2 separate regions of the Danio rerio genome follow, and region 2 is linked to region 1. Evidence: chromatin contacts called from public Hi-C data. All regions are on one chromosome and are shown on one strand. Each heading gives the region's core, a stretch centred on a gene start, on an enhancer-like site or on the middle of the called end of the contact. The rest is flanking DNA. Distances are from core to core; before and after follow the strand shown.

The links. A called contact is a pair of places that touch in the nucleus more often than the background predicts.
Region 2: a contact with region 1 is called in a Hi-C map of an unstated tissue, with 2.8 times the contacts expected there. The contact joins the enhancer-like site here to the promoter of hoxa4a in region 1. A contact is called at or near these places in 2 of 18 Hi-C or Micro-C datasets (caudal fin and an unstated tissue).

What each region holds. Positions count from the first base shown.
Region 1 is chr19:22,024,134-22,028,386 of GRCz12tu, reverse strand. hoxa4a (homeobox A4a) reads right to left here and starts at 1,257. Exons shown (of 2, transcript NM_131535.1): 1 at 789-1,257; 2 at 1-326. The coding sequence starts at 1,200. The coding sequence ends at 1. All of the region lies in intron 1 of hoxa3a (homeobox A3a), which reads right to left. It also overlaps a transcript of evx1 not described here.
Region 2 is chr19:22,079,083-22,083,328 of GRCz12tu, reverse strand. It overlaps a transcript of evx1 not described here. Among named protein-coding and RNA genes, the nearest start is that of hoxa1a, 35 kb to the right of the region's middle. Within about 2 kb of position 1,353, at least 5 of the 62 cell types and tissues checked have an H3K27ac peak or open chromatin away from gene starts, as enhancers often do.

The sequences.
Region 1 (4,253 bases), core at 8-2,507:
CTATAGGTTAGAGGAACACGGCGTAGGAAGCAGCGTTTGCTGCTGCTGAGTGGCGTCCGTTTTCACGTGATGGTTGGAGGGTGCAGAGCTCGAGGAGCGGATCTTTGTATTGGGCAGCTTGTGGTCTTTCTTCCACTTCATGCGGCGGTTCTGAAACCAGATTTTCACCTGACGCTCAGAAAGACACATAGTGTGCGCTATCTCCACACGTCGACGTCGAGTCAGGTATCGGTTAAAATGGAACTCTTTTTCAAGCTCAAGAGCCTGCTGGCGCGTGTAGGCGGTGCGAGACCTCTTGGGCACTCCTCCAGAGTAGCTGGCGGTCACTAAACACACAAACACATAACCAAGCAGGTGTTATTGACAATCTCAGGTATTAGTGAGATGTCAGATAATTAGCACACTTATAAAATAATTGTAGAGCCCTAAACGAGTAGAGTAAGAAACAATGTATCACTCTCTGTCGATGATTCCCTCTTCCACGATCTTTAAATCATTTGGTAACATTGCAACATGCGTCAATGCCTATGGGAAAATTGCTCAATTAAAAGGCCTATTTAGTGTGATCTCGTTTAAGAACAATTTTTTTGTCATACAAACAAATAGCAAATGGTCCGGGCGGACCTTCAAGGAAAATAAAATTTGCGAAAACTCCCAATCACCGGGATTTCATCTCGACGGCAGTAAATCCTCTAAATGAGCAATTACAACTGGGTTTCCTACATGCTTTCCGAAGAACGCCCTCCACAGGGCTTCTAGAGCTTTTATTGCTCGTGTACATTACTTACCGGTATTAACATGGACTTTTTTCATCCAGGGGTACACCACTGGTTCTTTACTCTTCTGTGAGCCCGGGAGAGCGTCTGACACGAGGCTACAGTCCTTGTTTCCATCCGAACCCACACAGCTTTCTGTGGTGAGGCGGGGTCCATGATTCTGCGAAACGGATTGAGGTTGCGCGTGATGACGGTCGCTGAAATCGTTGAGATCGTTGGTTGACACATTACCGTAATCATAGCTCTGCTCTTGGTAGTTTGATCGCGGGTATGATGCCTCCTCGTGATGGGGGAAGCCCGGGTCTTTCGGCCGTTCATAATAATCAGAGGATACGGGCATGTATCCGTTCTGGTGATATTCCTCGCAGGGTGGGAAAGAAGGTTCGATGTAATTTGAATTGATCAAGTAGGAACTCATGATCATTAATTTGAAAAAGTGCAACAATTCTAATTTTTATGGTGCTGTCGTATTCTGATCTCTCCAAAACCCACCTACTCCTCTGTCAAATGTACAAAGTTGCTCGGTCACGTGAGAAATGCGACCAATCAGCGCCTCCTGTGGGCATCGTGTAAACAAGCACCAATGGCAAGCCAGGCACCAGCACAGCAAAAAATGTGTTCGAAAGGTCTGTACGTCGTTTTTGTTATCAAATAAAACATATCAGAAATGAATTCAATACAGTTATCAACTGCATCATACGGAAAACAAAACTGGCTAAATGTAGACAATGTGAAATGTTACACATTGATAAATAATTGAGTTTAACAAGACATAATTTATCACGAAAGCATCCCATTGGACTGTTAATGCCCTTTCTAATGATAAATGTGCTAAAAATCTCGTTTGTTGGGTACAACGACCCGAGGTCTTGTACCTTTCAGGGACGTCCCAGTTTCTCCCAGTTGCCCGCGACCACTTTCACAAAAGCAATTCTTTCTCTGTACTTACACTATGCACCTGCTAACGAGTAGCAAAGCAACGTTTTTCAAACAAGCAACAACATTACCATCATACGTTTTTTGTTATAACCTATAACAGTCATGATTGAAAAAATACGTAAGTTTGGGGTCCAGCCATTTACATCGTAAACTGTTTGCGGAATCTCATTATTAGACGATCTGCCCAGCAGTCAAAAGTACCAAAAGCATCCACCATGAGCGGTTATATTCTATTGTAGTCTATCATAGATCTTCATTCAAAGCAAGGAATTAAAAATAGTCTAAATAAAGAAATGTGGTATTCCTTACTGCCTCAATGTAGACAAAATGTGCTGCCACAGGCCTATATCAATAAAAAAAAACTGTCCAGTTAAACTGAAGTGAACATACTGTAAAGACATTTCATGTTCTGTTCTGTAAAGAGTACTCCATTTCGGCTTCTACTCTAAACAAATAAAATGACAACAAATTAACCTCGACTTTGCTTCAGGACCTTAGCCACCATATTTGCGAGCAGCCACAGCTTGTGTATATATATATATATATATATATATATATATATATATATATATATATATATATATATATATATATATATATATATATATATATATATAGATATAGGCTATATATATATATATATATATATATATATATATATATATATATATATATATATATATATATATATATATATATATATATATATATATATATATATATATAATGGCGATAAGGTGATCTAAAAATCGCTAAAAATAACAAAATAATAATGAGAGTAATGGTCATAAACATCTCTAATAAACATCAATCTCAATATAATAAACAATAATAAAACGGCAAAAATTGTATCACCTACATCTCGTTTTCTGTAAAATGAGCTACAAAAAAAAAAAAAAACAATTTCAACCATTTCTATATTTGTAATAGATTTGTTGAATTGTCACGATTAATTCAACTCTAAAATATAACTCAAAAGCCCTACCTTGTGTTACTGAACAAAATATCGCCAATTTTGCAGCTGATAGACTACGCCAGGTTCCCTGCCTAGATAAAGATGCATTCCTCTTGTGACAGGTAGTTTCTAAGTTCTTTTTCCTCAGGATTTCCATATCGTGAATCCAGAAATCTGAGTGAATCTGAGCTGAAAACTCATGTTTAAATATCCACGTCAGCTTGATATTCATGTTAACTAAACTGTGCGCCACGTGCTGTTCCTCATCTATAGAACAGCTCTGTCTACCTTTCTTTAATAGCTGTACAGAGATAACTTCGGTTTGACCTCTTAGTGACTCAGTGTCCATTTCGCCGCTTATTAATCTTGTTCATTGACAGTCTTTGTTAAACAACAAGGCGTGCCCTCTGAAAATGTGACATTTTCATATTTGTTAGACGAGGTGACCTTGCATTTACCCCGGCCTTGGACTTCGTTTATCCACTCAGGGAGCAGCGTCCTTCTGGAGGTCGACATATATACAAATACAATTTTTATTTAGTAAGCGTATAAATAAATAAATAAATAAATAAATAGGGTGTGCAATATGTGTGTGTGTGTGTGTGTGTGTGTGTGTGTGTGTGTGTGTGTGTGTGTGTGTGTGTGTATGTGTACAACATACAATGAATATTATAATAATGTTGTTGTATTTGATTTAACTTAGAATAAATTAAGATAAATTTCTAACGACAATACAGTTATTTTGATTAAACGGTTTTAGCAAAAGAAAATATATGCAGAAGTAAATAATAGTAACAATGATCAAAAAAAAATTTACACGAACCGCATATAAAATTATACAATGTCGTCTGTTTTTCTTATTTACACCGCTCCCTTCTTTTATACAAACCAGCGGGCTAAAACCGAACACGCTGATATAAATAAACACATAGGACAACACATAGGACAAAGAAAGACTCTTTTATTAATCTTTGATTGCGGTTATTTCAATGCCTTAATGGGTTATACATTTGTTTTAACTCAACTGAATATTTCTCAGGATATTGAAGGTGAATTTTACAGTTTAATATGTAAAACGAGAAGATGCCAGTAAATAATATATACGCTTACACGTTAAACCAACTAAAAAAATTAAAACACGAGTAATGTAGATTGCAAATTATATTTTGCCAGCAAACTTTATACAAATGTTGTCTTTATAAAACAGCAAACCATTTTTAAACAATGGCTTTAAGTTTAGTTTAATCCAGTGTGTTATTATCTTTCACTTGAACCAACTCCTTGTAGAAAATACAACACGATATCATATTTGAGGCCAGAATAGCAAAATTATAGTCCTATTGAATGTTTGCTTGATTTTACCAATATTTTTTTCAACCGCATGATTTGCTGTATCCTGCAATTACACACCTCCCCGTGTAATTTTGTGCTTTGCCGACTATTTCTGGTGTCCTATAAGATGAATTTTGAATTGTCATCGCTTCTTTAAAGCCCCTGCACTCACATTGAACATAAAACATAAAACTTTTGACAATTTAATTTGAATTTAGATTTGAGTAATGGGTATTCTCTACATTTTCTGT
Region 2 (4,246 bases), core at 104-2,603, 55 kb before region 1:
ATTATCCTTTCTGTGTTGTGTTTTTTATATGTATTTCACCAGCACTTAATTGTTGATGATACAAAAGCGCACTTCATAGCCGATCTATATAAACGGATAAAAACGCTTTTATCTGTCTGGAACTTAAAATGTAATGGAAATTAAGCATTTTTAATTTTTTTGAAAACTGTATGTATTATAGCCATAATTATTAAATGAATAGTAGTACTAGTAGCAATAGTAATATCAGAAGGGAAAAAAATTAATAATAAAAAAGCTATTTATTGGGTTAAATTATATAACCCAATGCATTGGGTTAAAATAAACCATAGCTGGGATTGTGCTATAATGACCTATAGTTGGGTTATATTTTGGGGTATTTTTAACCCAATTATTTTAACCGAGTAGAAGAGACCAACTAAATTATCAAGATTTTTAGACTGTTGAAGTCATGAAAAATCATGCCCGAGCAATGCAAGCCACTCCATACAAGAGGCATCTTGAAGCTGTCATTACCAAAAAAGCATTTTACATAGTATTAAATGTGTTTCATTAGTTCAGTCTCTTCTACCTGTATCACTCCATTATTGTTGTTCTATACTTATTTTACCCACTGTGTGTGTGTGTGTGTGTGTGTGTGTGTGTGTGTGTGTGTGTGTGTGTGTGTGTGTGTGTGTGTGTGTGTGTGTGTGTGTGTGTGTGTGTGTGTGTGTGTGTGTGTTGAATGAATGAACATTCATTCATTTAAATAATTTTACAAAAAAAAAAAAAAAAAAAAAAAACAATGATGAGGTGTCTATGGTCTTTGCAATTAAAAATGTAGGTCATTTCCATTGAGATGGGTGAATAGCACCTTTTGGTTCATTGTCTTATGTGAACATTTATTATTTTCAATCGATTTCAACACAACACTATGATACTAATGCTCTGTCTGCTATTGGCATGGAATAATACATGGTCCATAAACATGGACTTAACTCATTCTTGATTATCAAATTATCATAATTTGTCATTTTCCGTGTATTCAAAGTGCAAACAAACAAAACCCTATCGAACAAAGTTAAAGTTTGACTTGGTATACCTACAACCTCAAAAATGAAACATCACATAATGCACATTAATTGTTACAGACTACAGAGTAAGAATGTAAAAACAAAGTTTAGATAAAAATGTCAAATATAACCATATAATCCAAGTTAAAATGAGATAAAATTATAAATAGACAGAATTGTACATACATAATTTATTTTCTTTAAATGTTCTTATGTTTGTCAATGTGCTAGGGGAGAAGATTTCTATAGCAACGACCAATCAATCACAGCAGGGATGAGGGTTTGACTGGGGTTTGACCCCGGAGTGAACCTGGTGGAGTGGGATGCCTTCAAAACACAAGTCTGACACATCACAGTATGCACCAACATGTGTGTTTAACAGACCAGCTGGTATAGGGGAGAGAATATAAACTAAAAAATTCACTCTGCTCTTTTACAACCTCTGTGTGTTTTTGGACTTGAGAAATTTCAGTTTTATGTCTTACCAATAAAAAGACCATGATATTTAAAGGGTGTATATTTATTGGGGCTTTTTGAATTCAATCAGTTAAACTCTATCAACATAATATAATATAATATAATATAATATAATATAATATAATATAATATAATATAATATAAAATAATATAATATAATATAATATAACATAATATAACATAAAATAATATAATATAATATAATATAATATAATATAATATAATATAATATAATATAATATAATATAAAATAATATAATATAATATAATATAATATAATATAAAATAATATAATATAATAATTATAATATAATATAATATAATATAATATAAAATAATATAATATAAAATAATATAATATAATATAACATAACATAATATAATATAATATAATATAATATAATATAATATAATATAAAATAATATAATATAATATAATATAATATAATATAAAATATATAATATAATATAATATAATATAAAATAATATAATATAATATAATATAATATAATATAATATAATATAATATAATATAATATAATATACATTAGGCTGTAGCAGTTCTACAGTTGTCTCTCTTTGTCACTCTCTTTCTCACTCTCTTTCTCTCTCTCTCCCTCTCTCTCTGTCTCTGTCTCTCAACATCCCATTCTGAGGTGATCAAGGTGTCTACCTCTATAAAGCCAATATCAAATATTGCTTTTAGAAGCAACAAAAAATATTATGGGTGAAAGGATGTTTGTTGATAAGATTGAACTTGTAGATACCTGTGACTTAGATGTCTGTTAACATTAGCAGCACTTGACGTGTGCGCGTTTTATGTGGAGCATAAAATACAGATGCTTCATTTACAAAGTACACATTCCAGCATGTTCAATGAATCTCTGCCGTTATTATGTATTGTCAACACAAGGGGCAGTAGTGCTCTCCTATGGAGCTCTCTGCAAGTCTGATGTATTTTCGAGAGTATATTATTCTGAATGTTTATATGCAGAATTAAAGAGAATATATATATATATATATATATATATATATATATATATATATATATATATATATATATATATATATATATATATATATATATATATATATATAATGTGTGTGTGTGTGTGTGGGCAGAGTAATACACTAACGGTAAAGAGGCTGTACGGGTGCTGATATTACTTAAATAAATATATCACGACTATCAGCCAATCAGATTCGAGAACCAGACAGAACTGTTGTATAAATATATATATTCTCCCTGCGTTCACGTGGGTTTCCTCCGGGTGCTCCGGTTTCCCCCACAGTCCAAAGACATGCGGTACATGTGAAATGGGTAGGCTAAATTGTCCGTAGTGTATGTGTGTGAGTGTGGATGTTTCTCAGAGATAGGTTGCGGCTGATAGGGCATTCGCTGCGAAAAAACGTGCTGGATAAGTTGGCGGTTTATTCCGCTGTAACGACCAAGGATTAATAAAGGGACTAAGTCGAAAAGAAAATGAAGGAATGAATTTTAATTTAAATTTCTTGTTCATTTTAAACTGCAAACAACTCACTTTTGTTGAGCGAACTAATGCTACCTTATACAACTCAAGAGTTTAATTTATTTGAACAATACTCTATTTTATTTTGGCAAAAATATACAAACCAATTGCCTTTAAGTGACTTAATATCCAGTAAAATATATGCTTCAATTATATACTAGCAATAGTACAAAGATTATTATAACAAAACAAATAGTCTACCACTCCATCAACAGTTGATGTTGTTGTTTTTTAAATAACACAATATATAAACTTAATTGTGTATGCCTGGGTCTCCTTATATTAATCCTTTGCAAATACACAAAAATAACAATACATTTCCACGTTTTTTAGATTTAAAAAAAATAACTGGCTGTGTAAAAAAAAAACTGGAAACTAGCTTGACAAACTGATACTCATACAAATAAATTTGTATTAACTAGGAATTTTACACAATAGTACTCAAATAGCAGAGATTATTAGATGTTTACAATGAAATTCAACAAATAATTATACATCAGGTAAAGTACAATAAACGCATAGGACTTTGATAAGATTTTGTACAAATAAATGGTACCATTTTATTTTTATGGTCCATTTGAGTATTAGAAGACTGTCTATTTAGTATTTGTTGATAATGCTGCTAAACAGACATTTAACTGACTATAAGAAACTTTGCAAATCCATGTCAAATTACACTAACCCCAACTCTAACCCCAACGTAGCAGTATACTTATAATATAATGAGAACTAGTTTGCATGTAGATGCAATTTAACTTTAATTCAACAAACGGACCATCAAAATAAAGTGTTACCAAATAAACTTATTGTAATGAAAATCTCATCAAAATGTTGGCAAATGTTCTGAGAATGTTTTTGTTAACTGCAGGTTATGCTAGTTTGATTGGGCTTTATGTTATCTCTATCAACTGGTGTAGTTAAAGGAAAGAAAAATAAAGAACACAATATTTCATGGTCCCCTGGATTGATGACCTTATGTGGTTTGCTGGGTGCTCTGGATCATTCTTGCAAAACTATACCCTCATGGATAAAACACACACAAAACATGCAAACAAACACAAACTGGCATAGTGCAGCAAAACATTTACATGTACTCTTATCACAAAAGGGAGTGAAAGTCCAACTGTAGCTTCGGGCTAGTTTCAATCTTGAATCTGGCATGCAGTCTCTGCATTACACTTCATTAATAACCAACAACTGTACTCAAG